Regions from separate parts of the Mus musculus genome. Here region 1 is linked to region 2. A link is a contact called in public promoter capture Hi-C data. All regions are on one chromosome and are shown on one strand. The core of a region is the stretch at or near the end of the contact, and the rest is flanking DNA. Distances in the headings are between cores, read along the strand shown. Region 1 holds the start of Arhgef3 (Rho guanine nucleotide exchange factor (GEF) 3). Region 2 holds the start of Zcchc24 (zinc finger, CCHC domain containing 24).

What was found. Promoter capture Hi-C pulls out the DNA fragments that hold promoters and counts their contacts.
Region 1: a contact with region 2 is called in a promoter capture Hi-C map of pre-B cells, with 3 times the contacts expected there. The contact joins the promoter of Arhgef3 here to the promoter of Zcchc24 in region 2. A contact is called at or near these places in 2 of 39 promoter capture datasets (liver and pre-B cells).

The regions. Positions count from the first base shown.
Region 1 is chr14:27,333,444-27,337,869 of GRCm38.p6, reverse strand. Arhgef3 (Rho guanine nucleotide exchange factor (GEF) 3) reads right to left here and starts at 1,833. Exons shown (of 10, transcript NM_001289687.1): 1 at 1,601-1,833. The coding sequence starts at 1,693.
Region 2 is chr14:25,766,532-25,771,046 of GRCm38.p6, reverse strand. It overlaps Zcchc24 (zinc finger, CCHC domain containing 24), which reads left to right and starts at 1,975. Exons shown (of 4, transcript NM_001101433.2): 1 at 1,975-2,436. The coding sequence starts at 2,191.

The DNA of each region.
Region 1 (4,426 bases), core at 584-3,083, 1.6 Mb before region 2:
GCTACAGCACATATATATCTACAGACTATGACTAACAAGGGAAGAAGGAATAAGCAGACAGGTTCACTCAAGCCTTTACCACAGGACCCCAAAACTCAAGACAAAAAGATGAAAAAAAAAAAAAAAGCCTGGTCAGAATTCCCAGCGATTTTCACTCTTATCTTCTCTGGCCCACTTTAATGTATTAACCAAACCAGGTATGCTTTATCTCCTCCCAGGAGTTGGAGAAGCCACCAGTCCCATTGCTACTGAAAACTCATATCCATTCTAGGCTCTATCAACCTGAACTCCATGACGGTACCAAACAGATGAGAGCCCACTACACTTCCACAGCTGCTGAGACTACAAACTCTACAAATATTCAACTAGCTACGGAAAGGCCAGAGGCTTATCTTGTGCTCAGCAAACAAAAAGGAGGATCTAACCAGAATCTGGTGGAGTCCTGTTGAAGGGAGGCAATCTTGTTGGAGGAAATGGATCTCTGATGCTACCAACCCCCAAAACACACCTATACAGAATTCAGAGCGTCAAGGGCACACACCAAGCAGACCTACATGTGTTGTGTAGGTGGAATCAACAGTGCTGTGACAAGGCGGGACACACACCTGCCTCCAGCGTCACTGCCCACCCCGAGTCTCTCAGAGTGAGGCAGAGGAAAGTGGAGAACGAACACACACACACACACACACACACACACACACACACACACACACAGACACAGACACAGACAGACGACATGATGAGCTGGTCCTACGGACTCCACCACAGCAAAACTGGAGTCTGATAAGACAATTAACTGTCTTCTCTAAAACCTTGAAAAAGAATGAGAATCGTCTTCTCCCCCAACTGAACCTAACCAACTTCTAAGGGCAGTCAGCAATTTGCCAGAGACAGGACACATGGGGGTGGGAGAGGAAAGCCTAAGAAAGCCAAACTGAGAGGACTCCCTGGATTACCCAAGGGCACTGCCCCTCTCCCCGCGCCCAAGTTCCCAGAATGGGAACTGTTTCTAGCATTTCAAGTCAGCTTCCCATTCACCAACGTTTTAGCTCGTTTTCAGCAGTCATGAAGGAGAGCCTCAATTACTCATTTAGCTCAGACCCAAAATGAACGACACCCTTCCCCCAACCTCCTTTATTGGTTACTTGTGACAAGTAAAGGTGCCCTGTCCCGCCCTTGCTCTCAAACAGCTACAAAACCAAGTGTGTCTGGTGAAATGTCTGAACCGGTCCCCAAGAACTTAGCTCTCTTAACCCCGGCCGGGGACGGGGAGACATTGCTTTACGAGGCTCTCTCTCGACACCCGGGCCTTCCTAACAGGGCAGCGGGTAGGTAGGTGCCTTTGCAGGCTCTAGACAGAGACTGGGGTTCGGTCTGCCAGTCGCTCGGAAGGAAAGAAGCAGCATCAAAGATCTGCGGTTCCCGAGCTCAGGGAGCAGGGCAGCGATAGAGGACCCACAGAGAAGGCGTGAGAGGGAACACTTGAAGGGGCGATCTGGAGAAGCGCAGCACGTGGGGGAGACGGAGAGAAAGCGAGCGGTACACAGGGTGAGGTGGCAGAGAAGCCCGGAGGTGCAGGTGTGTGGAGGGCGCGTCCTACCTCGTCCTTGGCCACCCCGCTGCCCAGGGGCGCCTCCAAGCTGCAGTTTGCCCTCTTGACAGTGAGGTAGAAGGGGTAATCCTTGGCCACCATGGCGGCTGCCGGGCCTGCCCTTTGAGATGTCACCGCTAATTTCAGGCGACAACAAAAATCCCGGGTAAAAGAGGGCCCGAGCTCCACGATGCAGGCGACGGCGATGCGAACACCTACAGCTGCTTCTTGCAGAGTGGACCTGACGCCTAAGCTCCACCGGGAAGGGCGGGGCCGCTTTAAGCCATGCCCACTGAGGGAGGGCGGGTAGGCGGGACTAGAGAGGCCCACCCCGCCCTCCAAGGAGCGCCAGGTGCGAACTTACAGACGCCTCCTGAGGCTGGGGCGGTTCTGCAGACTTTGGGGACCTCAGGGGACGCTTGCGTGGAGCTGCCAGACCCCAGACCGCTACATAGCTTGTAGCAAGGAAACCAGGACCCTAGGCAAACGCTGATAGAGCAGGGGGCAAGTCCCAAGCCAGGCTCTCACTTTCCGAGGGGTTAGGGGAGGAAACCTGCGTGTGCAGGGTTTCTCTACATCTCTGGCTGTCCTGGATACATTTTACTAAAAATAAGCTTTAGTAGGTAAAAGCAGTCCAAACAGTAAAATGCACCCATTTTAAGTGCAGTTCAAAAAGCACCGTGAAACCAAGCTCCAAAGCTGAGAGACAAATACTTTCCACCACGCAGTACGGAAGGAACGGAGTCCCCTCTAACCATCCCCTCTCCTCCCCCACCACACAGGCCCCTACACCTACAGCCTACACCCACGCTGGACTGATTCAGTCTGTTTCCAGCTTAGAGCGAAGACCACGCTTTTGGGGATCTTTTCTGGGGAAACACTGACGTTTTAAATGCCCAAGAAGTAATTACAAGATCGTTGCTGCAGCCCAGACCAACCTATAAAAAAAAACCAAACACACACACACACACACACACACACACACAAAACCCCAACAACAACAACAAACAAAAAACAAAACGAAACAAAACAAACAAAACCCTAAAAACAATGGTAACAGTCTTTAGTAAGAGTATTTAAGTAAGCTTTTCTAATTATAGAACACCACCCCATAGAGATCAGAGAGGAGAAGGGTCTATGGGTGTGAAACTGAAAGAGTTCCTTTATGTTGGCCTCAGTTGGAAAATAATTGCAAAAGGCTGGGAATGCCGGGCTTTGGGAGAATAGTTATCAAGTGTGAGGCTGTGAGTTCGATTCCTAGTATCCAATGTGTAACAATTCGGAACAAAGCAGTACACAGTTTGTGTTCAAAACACAGCTACAAAAGAGTTTTTCTTTCTTTTCTTTTCTTTTCTGTCCTTTTCTTTTGTTCTTTCTTTCTTTTTTCTCTCTTTCTCTCTTTTTTCTTTTCTTTTCTTTTTTTTTTTTTTTTTGATATTCTCTATAAAGATATACTTGGAGGTCAACAACATTGAATGTCTAGAAGAATCTGAGACAAGCTTACACTCTCCCTGGTGGCAGAGGAGAAACATCTGGGATAGAAAAGGTTAGTAATAGTGGACAAAGAGGCTTTACAGTTACAGTAACAATTTTCAACATCTTAAAAGAAAAATATATTCACATCACCCTGGGAAAAAAAGATTCATTTTTTTTAAGTTATCATTTCCTCCAAATAACATTTCTTAAACTTTGCTATAGTATCTTTCTCTCCTCCCGTGAAAGGTCTGCATACGGAGGGTGTTGTTACAGAGAGGTACTGAGTCTTGGTTTTGCTTCTGGGGTGTGAAGGAGGCAGTGTGATGAAGAAATATAGACCTGCTTCCAGATGAGGTCAGGACCCAGCAGTTCCTACTTTTCCTGGCAGGAAACTGCTTAACCTGCAGATCTTCCACCTCAGGTACCAAATCCACACTCTGGCACTAAACCCACTCATTATCTTGCCTGACTAGATAGCAGACAGACAGACAGACTGCCTCTGGAGTCAAGAAGGAGTGTATGTGTAAACAGGGCTCTGAAGTGAGTGGGTTCCTATTGAGACTGGAGAAAGCGCCTGCGGTTTTCTTCCCAAGTATGCAACAAGAAGAAAGCTGCAGCAAGAGGCATGGAATGAGAAGGGGCATGTGAGAACTGCTCATACACCTGTAAGCTTGGCCAAAGATAGTGTTAGGCAGAGGAAACCCCATTTCCAAGGGTGCCCAACCAAGCCAGGCCCAGAGGTAGTGACATGTCCCAGAGCCAAGGCCTCCACAGCCTCTCTTCCTTTACCCTGCCCTGCTCTTCCAAGCTCACCCACAGTCTCCACCACAAGACCCTGGGCATCAACAGTGCATTTGGGAATGAGCCTTGATCCCCAGTGAAGTTCACTGGGCCTTGTTCTCCAGTTGGAAAATACACTTACAGCCCTCGATGGGGTGTTACCTGTAATCGATTCCCACAGCCCTGGTATTGGGGTGCTTTAGTGTTCTTAGGACTGACCAGGCAGTGTGACACATCAAAAACACATGGTAATAATAAATAAGCTCTTATAAATGGAGAGAAAAGAGGACTGCAGAGTTGGCTCACCAGTTAAAAGCACTTGCTTCTCTTTAAGAGGATTCAAGTTCAATTCCCAGCACCCACTTCAGGTAGCTTGAAGCCACCTATAAGTCCAGCTCCTAAGGATCTCATAGCCTCTTCTGACCTCCACTGACACCCACACACATGGGAACACACACACACACACACACACACACACACACACACACACACAGTGAATGTGAAATGAGGAAGGGGAATGGAAGCTCACATTTAATTACTGTACAGCAAACAAAAATCATATATTAATAAGAAGCCTAC
Region 2 (4,515 bases), core at 726-3,225:
CTGGAGCCACTCTTATGTGATTGATATGCTCTCTCTTCTATACCTCTCAGGCTTACTCTTTTCCCAGCCTGGTGGTTTTAAATCATCTTCCTTGGTCCCCTTGCCCGAAAATCCTAAAGTCCCTCCTCTGTTTCCCTGCCCAACCATTGGCAACTTTAATTTCCAATCAGAACCAACTTGGGGCAGGGACCCTCAACATTTTACATGCGTATTCTCCTGCAATTTTGGGAACCCATTTAACACAATACAAGCGTCAGACCAAATTCACAACACTTGGGGCAGGGGGGCAAGGTTTTTACAGCAAAAGATGGTATGCAAGAGGATCTGCTCACCTTGAAGCAACCAGAACTTGGGGTACAGATTTTAGCATTTGAATACACAACAGCACAGGACCAACCCACTACAGCCCAGGCTAGCATCAAGCTCACTACATCTGGCTTAGAGATAAGTCTTGAATGAAGAAGCATATTGGGATTTTATTAGCATACGTGTTGTCATTTGAATTAGTAACTGCCAATTGTTTGATAGGCAAACTGGTTCAAAACAGGGAGATCAAAGGGTCTCTCAATTGGTGACACAGGCTAGCTCTCTGTCACACTGAAAGCTGTTGAATTCAAGCATCTACAGATGTGCTGAGGTGTCCTGGCTTGGTGACTGGTTGGGGGACAAAGGACCTTCCTGAAACAGCTTCTATTTACTGAATCTATTTTTCCACTCAACAGCTACCCAGTATGAATATAATCATTCCCATAGTACAGAGAACACAGGCTGGTTGGCAGAGGGGAGGTGGCTCATCAGAAGTCCATTTACTGGCATTTTAACACCAGGCTGAATGGCTTCAGGGCCAAATGAGGTGAAGGTGACTTGAGTCCCCATAGGGCAGTCAGTTCCTCTGAGTTGGCACTGAGAGGTTGGACCTGGTTCTTGGGTCCCAGGATATGGGGCAGCACACACCATTCTGGGACTGTGAGGTGAATGAAGGCCTCAGGATCTGGGAAGCCACTGGCTAATGCGGGCTCCTCCAGGAAAATGTGGGTTTCCGAGATCTTGTAGGCCAGGGTCCTGGAACCCCTTCAAGACACTAGGGAGAGCTGACGCTGGACCCAGGGAGCAGAAGAGGAGAGAAAAGCCAGCCTGGAGTAGAAACAGGAGAAGTGGAAGAGATGGGAGGGGGTGTAAGGGGGGAGGAGAAGGGGAGCCCTTCCTTGGGCAGGAACCTGGGGCCCCCCTCAGCGCAGGCTGTCCGCAAAACGATTCTGCAGATGGAAGGAATTAAGTGGGAGGGGGAGGGTCCTATGGTGATAGCGCGAGGAGTGTGTGTGTGTGTGTGTGTGTGTGTGTGTGTGTGTGTGTGAGTGTGTGTGTGTGTGTGTGAGTGTGTGTGTGTGTGTGTGTGTGTGTGTGTGTGTGTGTGTGTGTTTGAGGGAAGCGAGGGAGACAGAAGGAAGCTTCAAACGAGACACGTTTAAAGTGTCGTTAGAGAACATCGAGACAGTCACAGAAACACAATCGGACTAACAGCAAGAGGAGGGACTGGGAGAAGGAAAAGCTGCAAACGCCTAATTAACTAGAGAGCTCCTGGGAAGTGATGGGAACCAGCATACAGTAGAACCAACTGAATGTTTGGGCCCAATTGATTCTGAGCTCCTAGGCTGGGGAGCTGAGCTGACCCCGGGGCGGAGGGGGGAAATTCGGGAGGGGCCGCTCCTGGTGTGGGGGTCGGCGGCGTGCTACATGTGCGGACCCGCCTTCTTTCTTGTCTTGCCCCTCCCCCACATTCATATTCAATAAGACAACCAATGGGGGAGCGAGGATAGGACCGAACTGGCCGGGGTGGGGCGGGGTCTCTGTGGACCCCACCCTAGGAGCGGTCCCCGGAGGGGTCAGCGCAGAGGCAGATAGCGGATCCCCGGGCGAGGCGGGGCTGGCAGCAGGCGGGGCGGGGCCAAAAGTTTCCTGCCCAACTTTCTCTGCCTCTTTCCTCCGCCCGTGCGCGCCCACTGCTGCAGTTCGGGGAGGCGGCGGCGGCGGCGGGCGGCTGCGGGCAACGCGCGGGGCGCGGGACGCGGGGCGGATAGCCGTCGGGGCCGGGGCGGCTGGCAGTGGGCACAGGCTCCCCGGTGCCCGCCCCTCCGCCGGGAGGGGGGCGCGAGCGGGCGGCCGGGGAGGGGCCGGCACCGCCACGGCAAAATGAGCCTGCTGTCTGCCATCGACACGAGCGCCGCCTCGGTGTACCAGCCAGCCCAGCTACTCAACTGGGTCTACCTGTCGCTTCAGGACACACACCAGGCTAGTGCCTTCGATGCCTTCCGGCCCGAGCCTCCCGCCGGCGCCGCGCCCCCGGAGCTGGCCTTCGGCAAGGGCCGCCCGGAGCAGCTGGGTTCTCCCCTGCACTCCAGTTATCTTAACAGCGTCTTCCAGCTGCAGCGCGGAGAGGTGGGTGCCCCAGCGCGCGCCAGCCCGGCGCTCACTGTTTCAGGCCCCTCTTCTATCTGTTCCGCTCTTCCTGGCATGGCCCAAGCCGGCCCCGCATTGCCCAGTTCGGCTTGGCTTGACTTCGATCAGCTCTGCCAAATTTGCCGCCCGAAGTCCCTGGGGCACCAGGAGCGCGTCACCTCCCGGCAGAGCCTCCCGGAGCAGCTCAGGCCTGGGCAGGGCCCTCCCGCCCCCTCTCCGAGTTTGGAGCCCTGCTCCTAGTAAGCAGGCTCAAGGGTGTCTCCGGATTCTCTGCAGACTGCCGGGGTGCGGCTAGGGCGGGGAGCCCCTTCCTAGTCTTTCCTTCGCCCAACCTTATGAACTTTTCTGGCTGCCATTCTCTGGGACGGAGGATTGCAGAACCTGCTCTGAACTCTGAAAGGGCCTAAAAGAATCCTCCCACCGACCTCCATAGTTCTTAACCTGGAGGGCTCCCTGGAAAGTAGTTGCTCTTCCAGGGGCTTTTTCTCCTGTTCCCACCACTTGGGAACCCCTAGATCCACCCTGCAGCTGCTTGCCCTCCCCCAGGCACATAGGAAGTGGTTTCTGAGGGCTTGACCTAGCAGACTGTTCTGTCCCCTGCCTTCCCAGGCTGGAAGGAAATGAAAGGGAAATCCTTGGGGGGCGGGGGGGGGAGGGTTAGGCTGTGGCGATGGGAGGGCTCCAGCTGCCTAGTGCCTTCTCCCAAAACCTGGGATGTGTTGCAAAGGCTGCCTGCTCAATGGATTCGGTTACAAAGTCTACTGGACAGTGCATGTTACCAGCTAGATAAATACACAGGTGGCCGTGACCTCCCAGCCTCCTTTGCGGGTCTTATCCAGAGCCTTCCCAGAATCCATCTACTAATGGCACCCCACATCCGTTTGCTCCATTTTGGAAATTGCCAATACCCTCTGTGCCTTTCCCTTGCCCCCTGTGGTTTCCCTCTGCTAAAAGACGCAGGAGGTAGAGGGACACACACGGGGTCACTTTCACCTCTGACCCAGAGGTCATTGCGAGTGAGGCCTGTATATGCTGGAGTGTGCTGGGGTTGAGATGTGGCGTCAGGAGATCACCCTTTCTGGTCTCAGGTATGTGTTCAACACTGCCATGGTTTACGGGAAGACTCACAGACATGTGAAAGGCCAGCACTCCCAAGGCTGCCCTGCTGCCCTATGGAATAGAAGCTGTGCAGGAGGTCTGGGTATGGGGGCAAGACTGGAAAGGTGCCTGCAGAGCCCGGGGTGGGAGTGGGGGTGGGGGTGGGGGAAAGCACTTACATGCCAAGGCTCTTTATAAACCATAACACATGCTCTCTGCCCTGCGGAATGGTTCCTGGCTGGGATCTTCTTTCTTGTAACAATGTGTTGTCTCTTGGGGAGCTGACTTTAGGTGACCAAAGGCTTTGGAGAACTGTTTGTGGAGTATTTCTTTACTGGCTGGGTGTTTTCCATTATTAATTCTCTTAGCAAATATTTGTTGAGTTCTACACAGGACAGGGGTGAGGAGCCTGGGGCTGGGGGGGGCAGGGGGGAGCATAGACAATACGTGTGTGAGAGGAAGGTGAGTGATGGAGTGTTCTCATGGCTCATAGTTGGATAGAGGTGCACTCAGGGAACATCTTTCATCTAGGGAGATGACTGTGACCCAGAGGTCCCATGACCCAGCAGGGTCCCTAAGGAGCCTTTACTAAGACTCCCTCAGCTCCCATCCCAGCATCCCTCATTCCTTACATGTGGTCTCTGCTGGGTTGCCCATCAGTCAGAGATCCTGTCTTTGGACCCCAGCTGTGGTTCAGGGATTCAGGGAGACCACAGCTACCCCCTACCCCTTCATTGCTGTGTACCGCAGGAAGCAGCCCAGTGCGGGAGGAGCTGGAGCCATGGTGGGGAAAAAGCTCCGTCTCTCTGAGCCTCCCACTCAGTAGATTGAATCTTGGTCGTCACAGGTGTGTGTGTGTGTGTGTGTGTGTGTGTGTGTGTGGCTGGAGGTATACATAAACAAGAGAAGAGAGTGTCTGCCTGCAGACAGCCAGGGCTGGGGAGATCAGAGGGATTTTTC